2 separate regions of the Mus musculus genome follow, and region 2 is linked to region 1. The links are chromatin contacts, called in public ChIA-PET maps. All regions are on one chromosome and are shown on one strand. The core of a region is the stretch at or near the end of the contact, and the rest is flanking DNA. Distances in the headings are between cores, read along the strand shown.

Region 1 (5,191 bases), core at 1,289-3,788:
GAACAACCCAGCAAATGCTCTTCGATGATTGGTCACTTACAGCAGACACTGGGGAGGGTGGTGAGAAGGAAAACCTGGTCAAAGAGCATCGAGAGACAGTCGGGGGAGGGGGCAGAGCCGCAGTCAACCCCCTTCAGAGCCTTTCACTGTAAAGTGGAAAGCATGATTGCCGGGCAGCACCCAGGACCCACTTTGAGGTTTGTGGTCATGAGTTTAGTATAAAAACAACTAATATGGGTGTGTGTTTCCTCGTGTCTTGCTTAGCTGCTTGGTAAATGTTATACAGTGGTAAAAAGAATTGGGTTTACTAGATGTGCAGTCTTGCCAGATGAGTGCTACTGTGACAGGGAGCAAGGCAGGGATTATAAGAGAGGGAAATTAACTGATGAGCCCCCTGCTTAGGAGTTGTTAGCCAGCACAAATTATACTCTGCACACACATGCGCGTGCGCACACACACACACACACACACACACACACACACACACTCAGGTGCTTACATGCAGGTATGCAGGTAGGGCACTCATACACATAAAATAAAAATAGATGTGATATGCTTAAAATTGACATCTAAGGTCTGAGTTATAATCAGTGAGGTGGAAGAAAAGAGCATTGTATAGTGACTAAAGGATGGGTGCTCTACATGGATACCTAAACCAGGAGTAAAGAGAGAAAGCGATAGAGGTGGCAGATCAAAAAAGGCCAAGTGCTCAGCTCTTCATTGACCAAGAATGTGCCTCTGATACTCAAACGGTTGGGAGGTGTGTGTGCATTGGAGTGAACAGTGAGGTAAAAGTAGAAAGAAAAGTGAGGAGCCAGCCCCCTGCCCCCATCTCCCATAAGTCTACCTGAGAAATCTTAAACCTTATCTCAAGTACCAACTCAGTATTGCCTTTCCTGTAAAACCTGTGCTTTTATAAGGAACGCCATGCTCATCAGTAGGGGCATAGATGGGGTTCCACTCCACTCACAAGACTGACCTTCTGGTATATTATTGAGCCTGTAGACTCTGGGCATGGTGACAGGCGCCATGGTCCTAGCACCTGGGAGGCTGAGGGAGCAGACTTCCACTCTGAGACCAGCCTGGGTTATACAGCAAGAAAAACTAAAAAGCATTTTTCTTTCCAATCTCTCCATGTTTTCTGTGCCGTATTGTCCAGGTAAAGTGTGTTGTGGAAACCTGCTCTGTCCTTTCTCATCTAGACAGACTCAGTTTTCCCTTTGACAGTGGAGGTCACTTCCCACAGTTGGTTTTCTCCCAACATTTTCTGGCCCCAAGCAATGGGGAGTGAGAATTTCTGGGCAACACTGGTTTGTACTGTGGTGACTTTTGTTTCTCAGTGAGGAGCCGGAGTGGAAGCTGCAGAGAGAGAATATTAGTTCCCGGAAATGGATCTCGGGTGCAGTTTACAGTGGGTCGCCCCCTTCTCCTCCCACGAGAAAGCTGGCATTGGAAGGAAGTAGAAAGCGGAGGAAATTGGATGTGTCACTGCAAGCTCTAAATGATCCCATTGACTTAGTGCGATTGTGTTCACCACTTGAATAAAAGGGAGCCAGCGCCACGCTCGGTGGGAGGACCCGGGAGGACACAGCAGTGCGCGTTGTCTCAGGCAGCTTCTGAAGCCTCCTAGACTTCTTTATTACTATTATCTGTTTGTGAAGTCTTCCAGTCCTCATCCTTCTTGTATTTTGTACTTATGAAAAACAAAAACAGTCATGTAGATGTACATAAAAGAATGTCCTCCTGTTTTGTATAAGAAGTTTTAAATAATACATTTATTTTTTATCATACTGAGGGAAATACTCATTTTCAAGGCAGATTTAGAGGGTTGAGCAATGACAAGCACCGGGTGTGATTAGAGGTAAGAGCTAGAAGGCCATGCATGACGAAAACAAGCTCTGCAGGTGGCATTCTATAAAGCGACTGACAAGTCACTCTTCAGATGTTCATGATTTGACCAGGACGCCAACTTTGGCAAACTATAATTGATTCCAATTATTTGTGCTTTATAATGACCAAAAATCACACATAGGAAACTACTCTATCTCCATATAGTCATATATAAGAGATTGTAGGCATTTTATCTTTTTCAGAAATGTTTTTAGGCGTTCCCTAACAATTTCCGTTGTGGTTTGCCTTTCAAGTGGCTACGTTTACTATTCTTTGGGCCGTGTGAGGCACAAGAAAACAATCTCTCAGAATTTTATCTCCTGCTTGTATACGTTTTCAGTTTGTGAGACTGAACGAATTGGACACTGTTGCCCCAGAGTTACAGTGACTGGTCAATTTAACACCATTTTCTAACTAGCTTTCTGGGGCACACAAGGCACCTATTTACAGGTACTAAGCATTTCTCACCGGTGCATCTAGAAAGTGCTGGGCCTGTGCTGTCCTCGAGGAGCTAAGAGGCCCTCACTCTGGTCATGTGTGTTTAGTGGTTCCTATGAAGAACCTGAGTTAGGAGATGCAGGCAGAGAGGATCTCTACAAATATTGAAAGAATTCAATAGCATTGACTCGAGAACGCTGACAGAACAGAGTCTATGACGTAATGCTACCGTGGAACAAGCGTGCAGTGGTTTTACTGGATCACCTTTTACACTCTAAGGACAGAACACTAATTCAGTCAGTTTTTGCCTTTGTCTATAAACCATAGAAATTGGTTACTTCAGCAAACTCCAATCTTACCCATTTTCCCTTACACACACACACACACACACACACACACGCACACACACACACACACACGCACACACACACGCACACACACACATGCATGCACACAGGAGGGAGAGACAGAGACGGGTCATAAATACCCCTCAATGGTTAGTGTATGCAATGTTAAGTATGCGTTAGCTGCTTGAGGACACGGTTGTTTCCTAGCCAGGGAGGGCAGATGGGGTTTTGGTTCTTAGGATCACAGAACGGGAGTGAGGTTTGTTTTCACTTGACGCTCACTAAGTTTCCCTTAAAGAACATTGGTGGCTTTGATGCCGTTGCTTACCGTCAGAAGTTAACGCTGTGTGAATGTCACAAGTCCACCTGGAGCCCACTCCTCTTGCAGTTTTTCCTGGGGGAAATGTTGTTTTTCAAACAGCTGATTAGTACCTGAAGACACAAGCAGTTTGTAGGTTCGGAGTCAGTCACTTTGCCTCCTCTTTAAGGGCTTGTTCTCTGCTGAGGGAAGTACTGGGCCACGGATGTAAACTGATTCAGACTGAAGAGACGAGTGCTGTGCGGTGCGGTGCGGTCTTCCCATGTGAGCGTCTCAGTAATCCGTTTCCCTTTCAGCAACAGACACATCGTATTGTTTCTTCTGTCCTAAAGTCAGGTGTCACATGGATAGAGCTGCATACCTACACACCCATGCACACACACATACACAACATGAAAAAAAAAAGTGCCCTGGACCTGAAGTGTCACCCGGAGAAAGGCCCGTGTAGTAAAGGCTTGGTCTTGATTGGAGCACAATTGGGAGATGGTGGAACCAGGTACAGCCTGGTGAAGGTCCTCAGGTCACTGGGGTATGTCCCCGAAGGAAGTAGTGAGACTCTGGCCCCTTCTCTTGTGTTTGCTTGTTGGCTCTATGAAGTGAATCTGCACTGTCATTCCTAGTCTGTCATGAAGTGCCCTGCCATGGGCCTGAAAATAATGACTGCCTGTGACAACTGAGCCAGAGAAACCATTTCTCTTTATAGTTTGGTAGCTCGGTGTATTTGTAATAGTATGGAAAGTTGACTCACATAACAAGGTAAGTGTTGATCTGCTGATTTTTTTAAGTAGACATTTCAGAAAGTTTTTAAACCTATGAGTACCTTATTGATGCTTCCAGAATAAATCGCTTAGGATCAAAATGCTGTTATCGGCCTCTTGCCTGGTTTTCAGGCTGTGGTTGTTTTCCATCATAGTTCCTGTGCATAAAACTTTAGCTCTTTATTTATGGGAAAAGCACTTGGTTGCCTTCATGCGCCTTTAATCACAGTATCCTAATCTATGGTCCCCTTCGTCCTGTTTCCTGTCGGCCCTGAGGAGTCTCGGAAGCCCAGACTTCTGAAGCCCCCCTGTTCCTAACTACTTACACCTCTGAATTTATCATCCCCATTTTCTAAAACAGTGGTGCTGGATGTAGCAGGAGTCAGTAGATAGGCCCGTCAGCACAGCAGGACTCCCGCCCTCAGCCTGACACCGTGGACTTGGTTCACAGTAGTGTTTTGGGTTCTGGAGACCCAGACTGAGGCTTGGATGGCTCGAATTATGGTTCTGCTCTCATCCATGAATGTGGATCTTGTTGTTGTTGTTGTTGCTTTTTAAGTTTCATGATTATGTGATTAAATGCCTTTTTACGGATTGTTGACACAGGATATACTTCCAGCATGCTATGAGCCAAGGCTAATAATGGAAAATAAGAATTGACACACTGTAGATTGCTTTAAGAAGTAGAGTGAGTTTTCAGAACCAGAGGGCAAAGATTACTAAATAACAACAACTCTGACATTACAGTTTAAATGAGGGCAGCCATCTCTGACCTGCAGAGATGAGAGAGTCGAGTCTTTACAATAGAAGCTTGCAAAAGCTCTGTGTGTAAGTAACATTGCAAGAAGTAGAGTTTTACTGTTACTTTAACAGAAGTCTCACTCTTCCCTCAAGAGCCATGCATTTTTTGTCAGGATCTGTCAGATAAAGGAGGAGAGGTCATTAATGAAATATAAATGTATATCCATATATCCAAATCCAGACAACCCTACTGTAGAGTTCCTTGTTTCTGACCACTGTTCATCCATGAGTCATTATAAAGGAAGCCTACTCTTACAGATGGACCTGAGTTCAGTTCCCAGCAACCACATGGTGGCTCACAACCATCTGTAATGGGATCCACCCCCCCTTCTGGTCTATCTGAAGACAGCAACAGTGTACTCACATAAATAAATACATCTTAAAAAAAAAAAAAGAAAGCATAAAACTGTACCTTACTTTCGTTGCTTTTATTTAAAGGCTTATAAGATGCCACTATTTCATATTTTCCCTTTTTCCTACCCCAAAGATGTGAAATCCTGGCATAGCTCTCTGCAGTCTTGTTTGGGATGAATGGGATCTCTCTTTGTGAAGTGGCTGAAGCCTTACACGTGAAATAGGAAGGGGGCTGTGGGGAATGGCTGACTACACAGATTGTCCCAGGCTGGATGGTTACCTCA
Region 2 (5,191 bases), core at 1,848-4,347, 620 kb before region 1:
CTATACTACTTATGTGGTCACACCTTACTACTAATAATAACTACGATGTAGGGAATCATTAACATATACTAGTTACTATCTTAAGCTCTTTGTATGCATTAAATAATCTCATCCTCAATAATAATGCCATGAAGTAGGCACTATTATTCTGAATTTAAAGATGAGACCAAAAAACAAGTGAAAGTGTAAGCTGGGGGCACAGTGTAGTGGTAGTCGATAACAGCATTGATGACAGCATGCTGCAAGGACAAAGCTTCAACCCACAGAAATGTGCACGCAGTAAGCAAACTGTCCAAGATCACCCAGGCAGTGGCAGAACTGGGACTTTAAACCCAGGCAATCTGGCTCCAGATCTAACCCTGGAACCTGCATTACGCTGCTTCTCCGAGGGGGTCTTCTCAATTCTGTGTCTGGGCGTTCCCTGAGAACCAAGATGGCGACTGGTTTTGATGTTGCTGTTCGGAGGTGAAAGGAAGGAAACCTCATGGTCTCTGTACCCAGAATAGTTTAGGGTACACAGCAGGCAAGTATTTGCTGGGGTAAACTGCTCTTCAATAGTTGGCTAAGGAATCTACGTTGTTCTTCCTATAGGTCAGGGGTTAGCAAAATTATTCTCTAGGAGGTCAGAGAGTGAATATTTTAGACTTTGAAGACTATGGAGCAGTGGTTCTCAACTTACAGGTCTGGTCCCCCATGAGAGTCAAACAACCTTTTCACAGGGGTCACCTTAGACTATCATAAAAAACAGATATTTACATTAGAAGTACAGTTACAAAGTAGCAACAAAAATAATTTTATGGTTGGGCGGGTCACCACAACATAAGGAACTGTATTATCAGGAAGATCAGAAGCCACTGCTATAGAGTCTCTGTCACAATCGTGTGTGGTTGTGTTCCTCTCCGCTACCCTGCTAGCCCGGCCCCTTTATTGTTGCTGTTGCAGTGCTGAGGAGATATATACACATATATATACATATACATAAAAAATATATATATATATATATATATATATATATATATATATATACATATATATATATATACAATCTACCATAAAAGCCACGCAGTAATTTTCCAGCCAATACTCCCATACAATTGCTCATTGATTCTGCATCGCACAGATGCAACCACAGACAGTGGGTAAGAAATAAGGATGGCTGTGCTCCAGAAAAATCTGATTTATGAACAGCTGGTTGAGCCTTGCCATGGGTGATAGGAATATCGGGTTTCTAAACAAGAGTAATTTTTTTTTCCCAAGACAGGGTTTCTCTGTACAGCCCTGGCTGTCCTGGAACTCACTCTGTAGACCAGGCTGGCCTCGAAATCAGAAATCCGCCTGCCTCTGCCTCCCGAGTGCTGGGATCAAAGGCGTGCACCACCATGCCCGGCTGAGTAATTTTTAAAGTTGAAGTTGTGTTTTAACACGATTAACTGTGATTACAATTTAATGTGTCGAAGAAGAGTTCAGAGTGTCAGGCATGGAATCACAAGTAATGGCCCATATTGCCCAACAGAAACAAAATGGACACCACAAACTTGAGTCATGTGTGTCACTTTAAACTGTTTAGAAGTTACTTAAAAAAAATAACTCTCAAAGTAAAAATTAATTTGAATACATTTGACCCCAATATACCCTAAATAAAGCCGCAACAGATAATCAACATAAAATTGAGACTTTTTACATTTCTGTTACTAGCAGGTCTTCAAAATCTATGAATTTTATACTTACAGACATCAGTTTGGATTAGCCCGAATTCAATAACTACATGTCTATATATTAAACATCACAAAATAATCACCAATGAGAGGCTGGGGTGGGGTGGGGGTTACACATCAGTGGTAGAGCATGCTAAGTGAGGGCACCACTTCAACTGTCAAAATCAAACAAACAATAAGACAATTAAATAACCTACAGATTCCTATATACGGCTGATGTTTTAAGTCCATTTTTCTGACTGCTTTGCTGGTTGATTCTGGACCTAATTTTAAATCGCATACCACAGTTTAACAGTCCAGCGACTCAATACATCAGTGTCTTCTTTTTGTTTTTGTTGTTTTTTAATTCAACATTTTTTTCACCGTTTAGTTTCTACAAACATTTTCACACCTGGTCTTCATTGCAATCAAATGAACAGCTAGACATATTAAATCAATTTAGCAAATGAGAAAATGTAATGTTCACAGAAACTAACAACTAAAAAGTTATTAGTAAAAGAGGGAAAAATCAGATCGCCTGTGGTTAGTGTGGCAAGTTTGCATTCATCTGTGCGATAAGATACCCTAGTGTAAACTCTGTGAAGATCAAGGTATCCCCAGGGGTCCGACGAAGGGCTTTACGGGTTGACTTATGTTTTGAATGTACAGAATTCCTGATTTTTCCAGTTTTGGGAGTTGGTTAAATGATTGAAACTGACGTGCGGATGAACCGAAATATGTCACTGAACGTTTTGTTTTGTTTTTAGATGGAGTTCTAAAGCTTCACCCCCAGTGTTCTTCAAAGGAGAGCATGAGTGAAGGGCCGGGCGACCTGAATCCTAGTGCGGACAGCTCCCTGAAGTCACCGTGAAGCTTTTGTGGAAATGACAGGGAGAATCAGAGTTGCCACCCAGAAAGGACAGGCTGGGCTCTGTCCCGCTGAGGGCCAGAACACGGACGTGAAGGAGTCGGCTTGCCATTTCCTCATTCCCTTTCCTCGCGTCCCCTCCGCAACGGCCGGCCCGGCCACAAACAAAGGTATCCATTAAGTCCGCAGGGTCCCTTCCCGATTCCCGGTGTGACAGTCCGACACCCGCGGACCGACCGATCCCCACGGAACCCAGCCGCCATCTTCCCCATTGGCGCGACCCCAACCGCCACCCGCCGGCTCCGGGAGCTCACCTCTCCTCGCAGTCTTTGCATTTCACTAGCAAGGGAACAAGCTGCTGGAACAGAACTTGACTCATGTCGGACCGCTGCCCCGACGGGAGGGTGAAGAAGCCCAGTAGGCCCGGCCTTCGGTCCCGGCTGCAAAGAAGAGCCGGTCCCGATGAGTTTGAGTTTGGCGCTCAGCTCCCGCGGAGGAGGAGGGAAACGATAAACAGAGGGAACGAAGGAGCTTTGGACCTCGTCAGCCACCGTCACCTTTTTCCGGTTCGGGCACCGACCGAGCCGGGCTGATGCGTCATTTCCGTGGACCCACCCCCCTCAGGCGGCCACGTTTGTTAAGGGAAGTGGGACCAAAGGGGACTGACAACTTTGGGCTGAGCCAGGCTTTCAAAAGGACCCAGCGTTATGGAGGCTCCGGCGGCGACTTCGCCCTCGATCGGATTTCCCATCGACGGCAGATGCAACTACTTCGTAGAAAAGAAGAAGCGCTTCTGCAGGATGGTGGCGGCCGCGGGGAAAAGGTTCTGTGGCGAACACGCTGGCTCCGCCGAGGTCAGCTATCGCCCTCCCTTCCTGGGAGTCGCGGGTCTGTGGGTGCTGGACCCCAGTCTCGCCCCTTTGACAGGTTCCTGCTTCCGTCCCATGGATTTAAGTAAATGCAGTTCTGCCCACCGCTCGGAGCCGCGAGGAGCCCCCGAGGAGCATTGCTTTCTTGTACTAAAAGCTCCCTCTGCTGTCTCAGAGACCCTTACACTCATCCTTCCTTCCGCTAGTCCCCCATCCTCAGGGGAAGTGATTATTTTTATAAAGGAGTGCTTGAAAAAGATCACTAGGTTTTATTAACTGGGTTCTAATTAATTATAGTTATTGTTTTTGAACGATAACCACTTGTGAATGCATGGGGAAGAAACTTAGAAACAATTTTTGTTTGTTTGTTTAGACTTGTAGATTAGTAATTTGCCTGTTCTTTATACATTAGGAGCCACTAATACTTTTGCACTTACAACCAAAATGTCTTATGACATTAATGTCTGTTGAGAGACAAAAAAAAGAAAAAAACAAAACAAAACAAAACAAAAAACTTTGCTTTCAACTTTGAAGTTTGTTATTTTACGTTTATTTTTCCTTCTCCGTCCCAGAATAATAATTACAAGTTCATAAGGTGTTTTCCTGGAGAGTTAAGTCTAAAGTCACAGGAAGCCTCATTACCCTCTACACCAAAAAAGAAAACATTTTACTAACCTGCTATACACTGTTTCTAAACTCAAACAATAGATTTTAAAAATGTGTGTGTGTGTGTGTGTGTGTGTGTGTGTGTGTTCTGTGATTACGCTTTGAAAGTTAGAGTACTATTTCCCTTGAAAGACAACTTTCTGTTTTTGAGATGGGGATCTTGCTGAATTGCTCATATTGGTCTTGAACATCTGATCCCAGGAATTCTCCTGCCTTAGCCTCCCAACTAGCTGGTCTCCATCAAAGAATCACACTGGAATTTAATTTAAAAGTCTATACATGAAATAATGTTGTTTTTTTTAATACTGAAAATTCCTTAACTTTCTCTAAAATTCAGTGTGCGTATCTTCATGAACATTCTGAAATAAATTGAAATAAACAATTGAGAAAAATTAAGAGTAAATACTTGGTCAGCTTTGGCTGTAGGGCTAGTACTAAACGTTATTTTGCTTTTAAAAATTCAATTTTCACAAACCTTAGGAAGCAAGTCATACTATTATTCTACTTAATAATATAGTAAGTCTATACTTAATATAGAAAGTCTATACTATTATTTACATGAAGCAGTCAGGATTATAGAGTTAGCAGCTAATAGAAAGAGCTGAGAATCACACCTAACCACTGGCCTCTGGATTTAATAATTGGGCCATCCTGTTGCATCCAGGTTGATAGGATCTGTGGGGCAGACCTGCCAACATTGTTTCCCTTGCTTTTCTCCCAGTGCCTATAATTAAATGCATAAAACATAAAAGACTGTAACTAGCATTTAGAAAAGTTGCAAAGCTAGTGAATATGACCCATTCTAAATTGTTAAAGCCATGCCTTGTTGTTCCTGGCGTATTTTCTCCTGTACTCTATTCTGAGAGAGGGTCTGAGGGTCACCCTGGCTGGCCTTTGGCTCTGTCTGCCCTTCCTCTGGAGAGCTGATATTCAAAGCATGCTCCACCACGCCCATCATTTCCCCATATTTGAACACCTTTAGACAAATACGCATTTTAAAATCAATTTAAATGGGCAACACTTTTCAAAAAGAGCAAGGATGCAAGTAATGAGTATTTTAGTCAGCTCAATTTAGCCACTTATACCCAGTATAT

The links. ChIA-PET counts read pairs in DNA pulled down with a chosen protein or histone mark.
Region 2: a contact with region 1 is called in an RNA polymerase II ChIA-PET map of memory CD8 T cells, with 23 read pairs. The contact joins the promoter of Sass6 here to the enhancer-like site in region 1. A contact is called at or near these places in 4 of 39 promoter capture datasets (cranial neural crest, liver and second pharyngeal arch cranial neural crest), 1 of 484 Hi-C or Micro-C datasets (B cells), 2 of 115 datasets of contacts at active chromatin or transcription factors (bone marrow-derived macrophages and memory CD8 T cells) and 1 of 9 other capture datasets (adipose tissue).

Annotation. Positions count from the first base shown.
Region 1 is chr3:115,969,393-115,974,583 of GRCm38.p6, reverse strand. The region is part of intron 8 of Slc30a7 (solute carrier family 30 (zinc transporter), member 7); the gene reads left to right. Among named protein-coding and RNA genes, the nearest start is that of Mir669n, 7.9 kb to the left of the region's middle. Within about 2 kb of position 2,538, at least 23 of the 459 cell types and tissues checked have an H3K27ac peak or open chromatin away from gene starts, as enhancers often do. A contact at or near this core is called in memory CD8 T cells, where this site is marked.
Region 2 is chr3:116,592,864-116,598,054 of GRCm38.p6, reverse strand. It overlaps Sass6 (SAS-6 centriolar assembly protein), which reads right to left and starts at 3,097. Exons shown (of 17, transcript NM_028349.3): 1 at 2,877-3,097. The coding sequence starts at 2,941. It overlaps Trmt13 (tRNA methyltransferase 13), which reads left to right. Exons shown (of 12, transcript NM_030016.3): 2 at 2,462-3,416. The coding sequence starts at 3,270.